Linked DNA regions of Ovis aries: region 1 is linked to region 2. A link is a contact called in public Hi-C data. All regions are on one chromosome and are shown on one strand. The core of a region is the stretch at or near the end of the contact, and the rest is flanking DNA. Distances in the headings are between cores, read along the strand shown.

Region 1 (6,392 bases), core at 292-2,791, 140 kb before region 2:
AAGAGTTGACTCATTGGAAAAGACTCTGATGCTGGGAGGGATTGGGGGCAGGAGGAGAAGGGGACAACAGAAGATGAGATGGCTAGATGGCATAACCGACTCGATGGACATGAGTTTGAGGAAATTCCGGGAGTTGGTGATGGACAGGGAGGCCTGGCGTGCTGTAATTCATGGGGTTACAGAGAGTCGGACAGGACTGAGCGACTGAACTGAACTGAACTGATATAATTCTAGATTCAAATTAGGTTTAATTTGAAATGTCTTTATTTTAAAATATGTCTGTTTTTAATTTGCACTTTTATTTCCCACTATTGTCCAATCCATGGATCTTGAGTTTTATTGTTAAAAATGGTTGACTTTTTAAAAATTTTTTACCAACTACAAACAATGAATTTTAAAGCTTAATTTATATGGGATCAAAGGGTAACCATAACATATTAGATTACTCCAGAAAAAAAAATATTCTAATGGAAGAAAATTGAAAGGAGACAAGTTCCATCTCAATAAATGTTCAAGCTGCCTAACAGTTCAAGTCAGCTCAGGACGCTCTCAGAGAGTCAGTTGTGTATCAGGAATTGCCGTGACAGGCCAGGTGTTCAAGTATGTGACTTCAAGGGCCTCTTTACAAAGTTGCATCACCTTTAAAATCCTGTGTTCCTTTGTGTAGGCTTTCAGAAAGTAGAGAGGAGGATGACTGTGTACAAAGCACCTGTCCTATGCCAGCTCTGAGCTAAATCCTCTCATCTTTCTTTGTTGTTCTGTCACTCGGTTCAGTTCAGTCACTCAGTCGTGTCCAACTCTTTGCGACCCCATGGACTGCAGCACGCCAGGCCTCCCTGTCCATCACCAACTCCCAGAGTTTACTCACTCATGTCCATTGAGTCGGTGATGCCATCCAACCATCTCATCCTCTGTTGTCCCCTTCTCCTCCTGCCTTCAATCTTTCTATTGCTCAGTCACATCCAACCCTCTGTGACCCCACGGACTGCACCACGCCAGGATTCCCTGTGCTCCACTATCTCTTGGAGTTTGCTTGAATCCATTGAGTCCACCAACGCATGTCCATTTGAGTCGGTGATGCCATCCAACCATCTCGTCCTCTGTCATCCCCTTCTCCTCTTGCCTTCAATCTTTCCCAGCATCCCAGTCTTTTCCAGTGAGTCAGGCCTTTGCATCAGGTGGCCAAAGTATTGGAGCTTCCTTCTTACAAAGTACTGAATTATACACCCTGTTTTACAGATGAGGATACAGATTGAGTATTGTACTTAGGGAATGAAGTGAGAATTCAAACCTAAGTCCTGCTGATTCCAAGCACCCTCAGCTGATCACAGAAGAACCTGTCACCTTCTGCAGCCAGCCCTGGGCCTGACTCTGCTGGCCTGCACAGGAAGGTGGGGAGCAACAGAATTGGACCTCCGGAGAGAAAGGCTGCATTTCCTTCCTGGGGAAATAAGTTGGAACTCTCAGTAATCACTGAAGTTAACAACAGGTGGCAGTACATGCACGTAACAGTGGTGCCTGTGTTAAATCAGTACTTTTTCTGACTTCTGTATTGTTTTCAATCAAACAAGTGCTTCAAGTGAGTCATCTGAGCATTTTGTACAGAGCATCCCTACCCACTGGAATTTTTAAAAAATGCAAATGTCAGCTATCAGACGAGTTGATCTTTGTGTCTCTCAGTGTGACAATAATGCCAGAGCAGATTCGACATCCACTGTTCTAAACCTGGCTTACACTACCCTCCTTAGGACCCCCTGCTGCTTAAGGAGTTTCCTTCTGCTTTTTCTTTCTCAAAGCTTACACACAGGCTGGAGACCCCAGGGATGCTTCTTTTAGCCTCAAATAGAAAACAGAAAGTGCTTCTTGAAAAACTCTTTGTTGTCAACAGTCATGAAACATGTTCGCCTTCAGATGAGCATTAGGACACAGAGTTGGATCCTCAGCCTGGCTGTGTATGTGGCAGATACACAGCCTGGCGGCCCTTTGTGACCACATTTCCAGAAACATCCCTCCTGGAGCCTCCCGGATTCGCCACAAACATAATGAACTCCCAAGACATCTCTGCCTCTGAGGCTCGGTGCGCCAGGTGGTCTGCAGAGCCTTGCTGTGTTCCAGCGTTGTGCCTTTATAACTAGGTTGGAAGCTTCCTTAAGTTTCTCTAGGGTGAACCTCTGGTGTGGTTTTTTTTTTTTTTCCTTAATGACATAAATGAGCTCCCTCAGTAGACTTTTGGCAACTGCCTCAAATAATATTTTCCTAACACCAAATAAGCTTTGGCATTATTGTCACTGTGAGAGATGCAAAGATCAACTCGTCTGATAGCTGACCTTTTTCTATTTGAGGCAAAAAAAAAAAAAAAAAACGAGTCTTTTTTTCTGAGAGCTCTCGCCCCGGGATGCTGGCTTTAATGAGCATCTTTGGATTGTCCCCGTGAGGCAGGACATTAGATGACACCAGGCAGCCCTGTTTGGCTGAGGATCCATTCATCTTCATCGACAAAAATGTAAACTCAGTGTCTCAACACGTTTTTATCGTGTACCAACTATGTGTTTGGTATTGTGCCAGGTGCTATAATGTGGCTTGAAATTAGTTTTCAAACAACATGAATTTCTGTGTGGAAAAAAGCTACTACAATAGGAGTTAAAAGTTATCACCTTACTGTTCATCAATGTATCTTTCTTATCCTCTAGTAGAAGTTACCATTTATGAACTAGACATAATATTGATCACTCACTGCTCCCCGTGAAGAACACATTAAACTACTTTCTCTAGCAAAACCAGACTGTTTGAGGATGCTGCCGGGTAACAAATAGCCGAGTGGAATTAGTGTTCTATTTGCTTCTGCCCAGCCTGCAGAGTGGGATGAACCTGCAGATTTGCTTTGTCAACGACAGCGGCAGTGATAAGGACAGCGATGCTGATGACAGCAAGACCGAAACCAGCCTGGACACCCCCTTGTCTCCCATGGTGAGTCTCCGAGCTGCCACTGAGGTTCAGAGTGTGCTTTCCTGGTCACTTAGCTTCTCTTCTGTTGTTGATCAGGAACTAACATTGCAGAGATTTAAAACGAGATGTCTCGCGACATTTCTTACCATGTGAAGTGTGAAAGTCACTCAGTCGTGTCTGATTCTTTGCAACCCCGTGGACTGTATGTAGCCCACCAGGCTCCTCTGTCCATGGGATTCTCCAGGCGAGAATATGGGAGTGGGTGGCCATTCCCTTCTCCAGGGGATCTCCCTGTCTCCTGCACTGCAGGAGATTCTTTATTGTCTGAGCCATTGGGGAAGGCCTTCTTAATGTGAGATGCTCCTAAAATTTGAGTGATTGAAAACTTAAAACTGTGATCTGAGGACACATAAGTTTTGTTAAAGTTAGCAGCTACTTTCATATTAAATCATCAGGAAAATCACATAGACCCTAAAAATTATAAAAGAAAATATGTTATAAAAGGGAATGAAATGGTGCCGTTTGCAGAGACGTGGATGGACCTAGAGACTGTCATAAGACTGAAATAGTCAGAAAGGGAAAAACAAATATCATATATTATTAACACATATATGTGGAATCTAGAAAAATGGTATCGATTATCTTATTGCAGCACAGAAATAGAGACACAGATGTAGAGAACATCTGGATGCTGGAGGGGAAAGGAAAAAGAGGGGGTGATGATTTGGGAGATTGGGGTTGATATATATACACTGCTAGGTGTGGAATAGATAACTGAGAACCTACTGTATAGCACAAGGAACTCTACTCACTGCTCCATGGTGACCTAAATGGAAAAGGAATCCGAAAAGGAGGGGATATATGTAAACATATCGCTGATTCACTTTGCTATAGGGCAGAAACTAACACAATATTGTAAAGCAACTATATGCCAATAAAAATTAATTTTAAAAAAAGAATTGCATGTGGTAAATAAAAAAATAGAAAATGTGCTATATACCATTCTTCCCCATTGGTCTTAGAAATATGAGCATAGACTAGCAGTGGACACATTTTAAAAGATGGGGGATAGAGTCCTGACAGGGGGTGGGAGGGCTAGCACTTAAAAGATACCGCTCAGAAAAACCAGCAAGATAATGTGAGTTAAGCACTGCTTACTTTCCTTGCGGAGTTTCCCTGGTGGCTCAGTGGTAAAGAGTCCGCTTGCCAAGCTGGAAACAAAGGTCAGATGTCTGGGTCAGGAAGATCCCCTGGAGAAGGAAATGACAACCCACTCCAGGATTCTTGCCTGTGGATGGAGAAGACTGGCGGGCTACAGCCCATGGTGTCGCAACGAGTGGGACTCGACTTAGCAACTAAACAACACTTTTCCTTGCACACATCTATAAAAGATGACTCGATGATCCTGAGTGCTTGTTCCTGAATGTCTTTCCTCTCTGGGAGGTCTGTCCCGCACCTTTCTTATCGAAGACCAACTAACAGGAAACTGAATTAGTTGTTGAGTACAGTGCCACATGAGAACTTCTTTGGATAGCTGAGATCCTGTCCACTCGGGGAGTAACACACCATCTTAGCTCTGGGTGAAATGGTTTGCTGTAGTCTGTTCACTTCAAGAAAGTTTTGAGAGTGAGAATCAAAGAAAAGTCTCAAGTTTGTTATAAATATATATTCTCCCTATTATTCTGTTACTTTTTATGCTAAAATCAGCCTTTTATTGATACTGTGGAGATAAACTACCTTTGAAAGTGTTACTTGCTGAAAAAGAGGAGTGTATATATATATATATATACACATACACACAAACACACATATATACCTGATTCACTTTGCTGTACAGCAAAAATCAACACCACATAGTAAAGGAACTATATGCCAATGAAAATTAATTAAAAAGGTAAAAAATAATCATATTGAAATACAGTTATTAAATGTAAAGTAGAAAATAAATGCAAAAAGTAATATGCAAAGAACTCAGAACAATGCTAGCACATTATTCCCATTAAATGCTGTGTGCTAAGCTGCTTCTGTCCTGTCCGACTCTTTTTGACCTTCTGGACTGTAGCCTCCCATGGGATTCTCCAGGCAAGAATACTGGAGTGGGTTGCCATGCCCTCCTCCAGGGGAATTTCCTGACCCACTAAATGCTAATGGTAAATAAATAATCATTCAATAAAAGTTATTTGTGATTGGTACAGATCAAATCAAGAGTTGAGTTGTGTTGATGGAGGGGATTCTTGGCTGTGCTGAGAGAGGGCTCAGGGAAGGCTATAGTCCATCCTCATAGGTGGTACCCAGCACACAAAGCTCAGGTGCTGTTTTTTTTTTTTCCCTTCACAGAGCAAACAGAGCTCTTCCTATTCAGATAGAGACACTACTGAAGAAGAATCCGAATCCCTGGATGACATGGATTTCCTCACAAGGCAGAAGAAATTGCAAGCCGAAGCCAAAATGGCCCTTGCCATGGCCAAACCAATGGCCAAAATGCAAGTAGAAGTGGAAAAACAGAACAGGAAGAAGTCTCCCGTCGCTGATCTCGTAAGCAGCGAGCGCCGAAACGCAACTGACTGGGGGCTTGCGTGTGGTGGCTGGCTGGCTAGTGGTGGCTGCAAATGGTTGAGGCTGACAGTCCTTTCCCAGAGTTATGCAAACTTGGGTTTCTAGAAGGCACTGTGTAAAACGTCATTGAGAAATTTTTAAGTCTGTTTCTTTTTCCTTCCTACTGTATCACAGAAGGATGCATAAGCTACAGATTTCACAAACATAAACTTTGCTCCCCATTCATATCTATCTACTCTGTGTCTTCGGGGCAGTATTAGCTGTTGTGAGAATATTTTAATTCCTTTAAAGCGGTCTCAGTTTAAGAACCCGTTGCTGTGGCAAACTCACGATTGCTTTAACTCTTTGTTCCTACTGTTGAGTGAAGACAGTATGATATGGTGGATAAAGGTCCTGGCCTTTGGAGCTTAAGACGAGCCCTGCCATTGATCTACTGTGGGGCTCTGGGCAAGTCTCAGTTTTCTCATCTACAAAATGGGGATAATAATAACACCTGTGTCAGAGCATGATTGTGAGAATTCAGTGGAAAAAGTGTGTAGTGCTTGGCACAGTGGCACAGTGCTTGTAGCATGCTATAAATTAATAAATAATGGATCTTAGTCATTTAATCTATGTAAGTGATACTGCTTGAGCTCTCTGGTAATTCATTTGTGGATCTAATTATTGACTAAGTTGTAGACCAGTCCAAAAGCTTTTGATTTGAGTAGTGTCCCATTATGATGCTGATAACATTTGAGAATGTGTGATGTGTGAATGGAGGGCCTTGCATTGGAAAAGTCAGACAGGGAAAGCTTTTCAGTGAGGACCCTGAAGTGGGTGAATGAAGGTGCGTTTTTTAGGAGAAAACTTGGTCCTGTATTCAGTATGCTTACTGCTCTGCTCTCATCTCT
Region 2 (6,583 bases), core at 1,335-3,834:
ACACAGTAATCTGTAAGTAAATAATAACACAAAGAAGACACATTTGCACTGTACAAATGCAGATTTATTGTTCTTCCCTTTATCCACAGTAGGAAAAAGGCTGGAAATTGTTAGGAAACCAGCTTATATACAAAGCACCTCTGAAATTATGATTTTCTTTGGAAAACAACTTACAAAAAATAATAAACACTTTAAAAAGTCAAGACCTTTAAGTATTTTACACTTCTGAATGTTAAAACTCCATGTGTTTCCTGAAATACACAACAATTAAAAAAAAAAAACTCATAAAGTGACACTGATTTGAATTCCACTGGATCCCTGATCATTAATATCAATACGTTCTTCCCTATAAAATGAATTTGTTCTTCACAGGCAAAGCATTAAAGTATGTTTCTCTGATTAATTCATTAAGATTGAATTTACTCTTCAGCTACTGTCTACAGGAGACTAATGGTAATTTATAGTTTCTTCAAATAAGTTAACAAAACATATCCAAAATGTTAATCACCACACGCATGATTCTGGGAGAGCGACAATATCTATACACATTAAAAAACAAAGATTTCACCCAGTAACAAGAGCCAATATGGCCCATGATTCCCTGGGGCAAGTCCTCTTCGAGAAGAGATGACAATGTTCCTTGGTCCTGACTAAGGCTATTTCTAAGTGGCATTCCCGCACTGCCACCCCCACAACTCTCCCAGAAGTAAACAATCCAGGGTCAAGGTCAAGAAATGCAGTGTTTGGTGATTTCAGAAGGTTGATGAAATCTTCAGGGACTCTGACGATGGCCCCAGGTGAACTTCCCCAGTGAGATGAGGCCACCACCTGTGAGTGTTTGCACCAACATGGATGGGGAGAGGATTATAATCCTTTCTAATGACCCTAGGGCCAGGTAACATGATTGATTTAATGGTTTAACAGACCACCAGCCAGACTGGTTAGTAATAAGACATGGAAATCACACCTCACATAAAAAGACATACTGGACCCCGCAGCACGTGCGTATCTGACTGTGTAGGAGCTGAAAGAATAGGAACCTCTCTTCCTCATTAGTGACACGAGAAAAAAAAAGCTAAGTGAAATCGGTGCAATTTAAGTACTCCACCACCTAATTGCTAAAAAAAAAAATGTTCCAAACGCTTGATATGAATTTCATAGTTCACAGACTCCAGTAGGAAAATTACCACATTTCTCGCCTGACTGCTGAGTCATGTTAGGCACCCTTTATAAGTGTATGTGTTTGGGTGGGGAAGCCGGGTGGGATGGTGAGAGTGGGAGGTACCAAAAAAAAATTCTTGATATTATAGAGGTTTTTTTTTCTCCTCCTCAAGGTTTCCAAATATTTCACATTCCCTTTGCCCCTGAATAATGTGAGCTGCAAGTGGTCTTCCACAGGCTGTGTAGCTCTAGGTCCCGAAGTCTGTGCCTTATTACCACGGAGACAGTCTTTAAAGGCAGAAGTTCCTGAGGCTTCCTTTTCCAGCTCATCTTTCAAACCTCAGGTTTCCTGTAAGAAGCCTAACAAGGGAGAGAAACAAATTCAGGGATTCATTGTTGTGGGGAAAGAGCACATGCGTTTAAAGAAAGTCACTTGTCCGTTTCAAAAAGGAACTGCTGGAGTGGCTGGGTTTTCCTGAGATGAAGATAAACCAGTCCAATTTTTTAAGGCTGCAGTTATAAGACACTAAAATGCCCTGATAAAGACACAAAAGTCAGTCAATCACCCAGATATTTTGACTACAGGTAGGCAGAAAACACTGGAAAATTTCTGGCTTTTTGTTCATTTGTAACTTACTGAAGATTTTTCTCCTATTCAATGACAAGTTGGACTAATAAGCTTTTATGATCCATTTCACTGCCAAAAAATGTCACAAATCCTTATTCAGCTTTATGTGGCGGCAAGTCAAGCGTCTAGCAAAGTGAAGAGCAGATAAAAACAAAACGACAAATAACCACCCATTCTACAGGATCTGTGAGACGTCAGATTTCCAAGCCTTCCTTTGATGGAAGAGGCTATGATTGTTTCCTTCTCACAGCAGAGGCCAGTACAGCAACAGGCAGAAATGCCTATATGCAAATAAGGAGATTTCCACATGTGGGCCTCGGTGATTTACATAATTTCAACATATTCAAGAAAAAGAAATTTGATATTGAAACTGGCTATTCTATTGCCTTGCAGCTCTTGCATCCGAACTGGTGGGGGCGTTCAGAAAGTTCGCCCTCCACACCTGACATCATCCTGAGTGGTCACCCCAGACTTTAACTTTTCATATAAGCTTTTGGGGTGGCTGACACACTTTTACATTCTTTAAGGAACAAAAAGTCCGAATAGAATGCCAAATGTAAACCTCTCTCTGACTTGCTTCTGAGAAGTAACACAGCATTTGTTAATCATGGTAACAGTACATATTAATAAAAATCCAAGCTGTGAATTGGTTTGACCTTGGGTCTAACAATATGCTAAGTCAAGCCACAAAAAAAAAAAAAGAAGTGCTTCAAAACAAAGGAAGGAACCCTGTGGTTTTCTGGACTGAGACCAGAAACAACTCGCTTTAGCTCTCTGTTCCCATCTTTGCTGCTGGAGGCTCACTAGTGCCACCAAGTGGAGCACTGCATCAACACCACAGAAAGTCTGGAAGGCTCAAGGCTTCCAGTTAGGTCTCCCGTTAAGGACATTATCAATGGACATGAGTTTGAGCAGACTCCAGGAGACAGTGAAAGGCAGGGAAGCCTGGCATGCAGTCGCTCATGGGGTCTGCAAGAGTCGGACATGACTGAGCAGCTGAACAACAACAAAGGACATTATCTACTCTTGCCTGAGTCTCACTGCCTGAACCTAGAGCTTTTACATGCATTATCTCTTTTCATTCTCACAAGAGACCTAGGATATTGGAAGTTTCGCATCCATTTGACAGATGAGAATATAGAGGCTTTAGGTAAGGAATTTGCTTAGTCATAGATATACTGCACAACACAGGGAATATAGCCAATATTTTAGAACTGTAAATAGAATATAACCTATAAAAACTGTGAAACACTACTTTGTACACCTGTACCTTACTGTGTATCATGTATACGTCAATTAAAAAGAAAAACAAATCTGCTTGGTCACAAACCTAGCCATCACTTGAGATGGTATTCAAATGCTTCTTCTGATGCCACACGTGAATCACCTTTACTTAGACTGTGACCCACGTGCTTACTGTGGAGCATTTACACAATCTTCTGAACCTGAGCTTAGAGGTGACTAACACATTCTAGAGTATAAATTTGCTATTTGCAAAGACACAGCTTGACCCCCAGTAAATGACTCAGATATTCTGCTTACCTCTCAGCACATCTTGGACTTCAACTGAATCAACATTTTTTAAGCAGTTACATAAATTCTGAGCTGTGGCATTATTCTGCTCCTTTTCTTGCCACTTCTTCAGCATCTTAAACTTACTGATCGTAACATTGTCTTCCTTCTCCCGGATCGCATCGATTTCGCTAATATTCAGCTTCAGGTTGGCAATGGCAATCTTTAACCACTCCTTCCCCAGCTTCTCAGCAAGGTTAAACAACTGAGTGTCTGTTAACAGGGCTTTAGTCTTCACCCCATCTAAAAGCACATGAAGAATTCAGTAGTTCCTCTCAACACTTCATTTATAGTCATCGACTATGAAAACGTATTCTCTTTATATAAAAAAGGATACCATGATTTGAAACTTCAACTGCTTTTAAAATAAATTTAAGTGCCAAAAAAATCCCTGCTTTCCAAACTATTAGAAGAAAAGGGAATGATTACACATAAGGTTGAACTGGGGTATAACGCTCACAAGGATAGTTCAGTGATTCAGGGAATGAAATTGTTTTACAAAGCTGCACAAATTAGGCTGGAGGAGAAAAAAAAAATCAGGCATCAAAAATAATTTATGTGGCTCAAAAAGAAAAACATACATTTCTCCTTGCCCATCTCTGCATCTTCACATACAAAGTGCTACCTTTAGTGGTCACTAAAGAGGGCAGCAAGAGATATGAACTGCAGTCTCCATTCTGCCATCTCCTGGCATTAGGGGGAAGAGCATAATCCACAGAAAAGTCAGGGCACAGTGTCTGTAATATCAGTATCTGTTGTTCACTAAGAAACCGTGTCATCATTCTGGAAGGGATTATGTTTCCAATACAAACCAGTGCCCCAATACAAAATACCAGCCCCAGCTGGGTGTTCTATGTTCACACTTTTCAGATGGTTGTGCTATGATGCATCAAAGCTCACCAGGTGTAGAGTCTCATTAAGGATCAGGCCTTACAAACCCTGGAGGTGCCATGAGAAGAGGGTAAGAGGAAGAATCCTTCCTGCCCCTCCTCCAGAACCATAACACTTTGCTCATCTAGAGCCAACAGTCTAATGAAGGGAACCTAACATTTATATTGAACCCTAACTCCCTTAACTCAAGCATGGTTTCTAAAGGATGGCCACTGCCCCCTAGTGGTCTTCTAACGCATGTGGCTTGTGTTCCTCTCCCAAACTGCTACAAGAGAAACCACACAGGGAATCCATCCATCAAAGATGCAAGTTCTCAGGATCATCCCTAAACCTACTGTGTCAGATTCTGTATCTAAATTTTAACAAGATCTCAAAGTGACTCAGAGTTAAGAGATGACTATATTTTAAAAAGCAATATGGTGATATGCTGAGCCTCAAACTATCAGGATAATGACTCAGTATCTTTAAAAATGTTGTGAAAATACCTAAACAAAAGTAAAGCATTATTAATTTATTTGCTACCACATTGTCAACTCTAAAAAGGCTGGGAATCCTTAATTTTCTAGGTAGTATTTGGTCATTTTATTCTATGTCTAGCTACTTGTTCTTGGAGCTAATTTTAAATAGCCAAATAACTGCAAAAAGAAAAAATTTTCCTATGTGTCCCATTCAGTTATAAGTGAATAATTTTTGAGGATCTAATATACAATATGATGACTACAGTTAATAATAAATACTATGCTATACTCTTGAGATTTGCTAAGAGAAGGTCTTATGAGTTCTACCACCAAAAAAAAGGTGGCTGTGTGAGGTGATAGGTGTGCTAATTAATCCGATTGGTAAATATTTCACAATGTATGCACACTTCAAAGCATCCCATTGTGTACTTATATCCAATTTTTATTTGTCAACTATATCTCAATGAAAATGAAAGAAATATGTATCCTAATTTGGTTAGGTTTTAAAAATAATTCCAGAGCCTCATTTATTTTGATGTTCATTTAATAGAAATAATAAACAATTCTCTAGTGACAAACAGTGAAATCAGACATACACCATCCTCTTCAACTCCAAACGAATAACATCTCATTTTAGTCTTTAGAGTTTATCTGCTTTTAGATTCACACCTTCTTACAATAATAAAAGGTATTTTGATGAAAGGGTTCATCTACATGAGGCCCCCAAAGCCTTAAGATCTTGTCTTGTGTAATTTGAGTCTGGGTTTTCTAACTTCAGTTTGTGAATTCTGGTTGGACTTGAATTTTTAGGTACATACCCCATCTTCTGGCTCCTTGGAGTACTGTTGTTAGTGCTTAAATCTCTACTGTATTTTCACAGCTATCAAGCCTTGGTCTCTGCCATTTAAATGGAAGAAATTAACTTGACCTTTATTTCTAATAACTGAGCTGGTGGCTCCCTCCCCGCAAATATAGTTAATAACTGAGAAGTCAGTGAACGCACACATGCACACTCACTAGCCACTTCTTCAGTGAACACTCATCGTCTATATCAGAGGCTGCAGGCTCAGTGCTATAGGAAACGCACAGATGGACGGGCCACAGCCACTGACCCTACAGGCTGCAAGACCTTCCCTCGACCCCCAATTCTACTTTCACCAAGTGCAGGGGAGGAGTGGGCAGTCAAGGTGGAAAAGCAGGCTGGGGCAGACCACGTAGGACCTTTATCCCAGCCTGAGAAGCTTGGACACAGGGAAGGTAGCTGGGAGAGCAGGCACACCCAGGATATGGCTCCAGGAAGACTGACCCAAGAAGAACATGTGCCTGATGAACATCCTGGGGGAGACCAGAGGAGGTGACTGATGGCCACAGAGGACATTTTTACAAACCTGAACTGTCAATCTGCTTCATTCTTTTATCATAGACCGTCTCATCAGGCAAGCTGCTACTCATTTTTCGTCGCCTGTTACCTTTAAAAAAACAACAACAAATTGGCTTTCCCTTATGGTTTTATTATCCAGCCATCTTCAAGCTGGACTTTTAAAAAATCATTTAAAAATCATCATTCTGACAGAACAGATTAAAAAAGGATTCAAAACTCATTCAGATGATTAAGAGTTATGGAACACTTAACAGATCCTGAACGTTACTGGATTTGCAAAGCAGAATTAACATTCTAGTGGATGGAAGGAAGAGACGAGTTTAATGTCCACTTACAAGCACTTACCACTTGTGCTGCTTTTTGAAATGTTCTGGTTCTGATGATGCTGAACCCAGTCACCTGGTAAGGTACAACAAGCAGCAGTCGGAAAGGCGGTATGAAATTGGAATTAAAGCATCGATGTGTGAAAGCACGTGAAGCTCTAGGGTTTTG

The links. Hi-C and Micro-C count contacts between places; a contact is called where the count stands out from the background.
Region 1: a contact with region 2 is called in a Hi-C map of hypothalamus, with 5 times the contacts expected there. The contact joins two enhancer-like sites. A contact is called at or near these places in 7 of 16 Hi-C or Micro-C datasets (blood, hypothalamus, skin fibroblasts and 1 more).

Annotation. Positions count from the first base shown.
Region 1 is chr1:228,240,795-228,247,186 of ARS-UI_Ramb_v3.0, reverse strand. It overlaps SCHIP1 (schwannomin interacting protein 1), which reads left to right. Exons shown (of 9, transcript XM_042235034.1): 4 at 2,850-2,967; 5 at 5,284-5,481. Among named protein-coding and RNA genes, the nearest start is that of IL12A, 120 kb to the right of the region's middle. Within about 2 kb of position 1,541, at least 5 of the 54 cell types and tissues checked have an H3K27ac peak or open chromatin away from gene starts, as enhancers often do. A contact at or near this core is called in hypothalamus, where this site is marked.
Region 2 is chr1:228,099,967-228,106,549 of ARS-UI_Ramb_v3.0, reverse strand. It overlaps LOC105611838, which reads right to left. Exons shown (of 18, transcript XM_027963882.1): 15 at 6,437-6,490; 16 at 6,099-6,179; 17 at 3,332-3,604; 18 at 43-1,521. The coding sequence ends at 1,502. Among named protein-coding and RNA genes, the nearest start is that of IL12A, 16 kb to the left of the region's middle. Within about 2 kb of position 2,584, at least 10 of the 54 cell types and tissues checked have an H3K27ac peak or open chromatin away from gene starts, as enhancers often do. A contact at or near this core is called in hypothalamus, where this site is marked.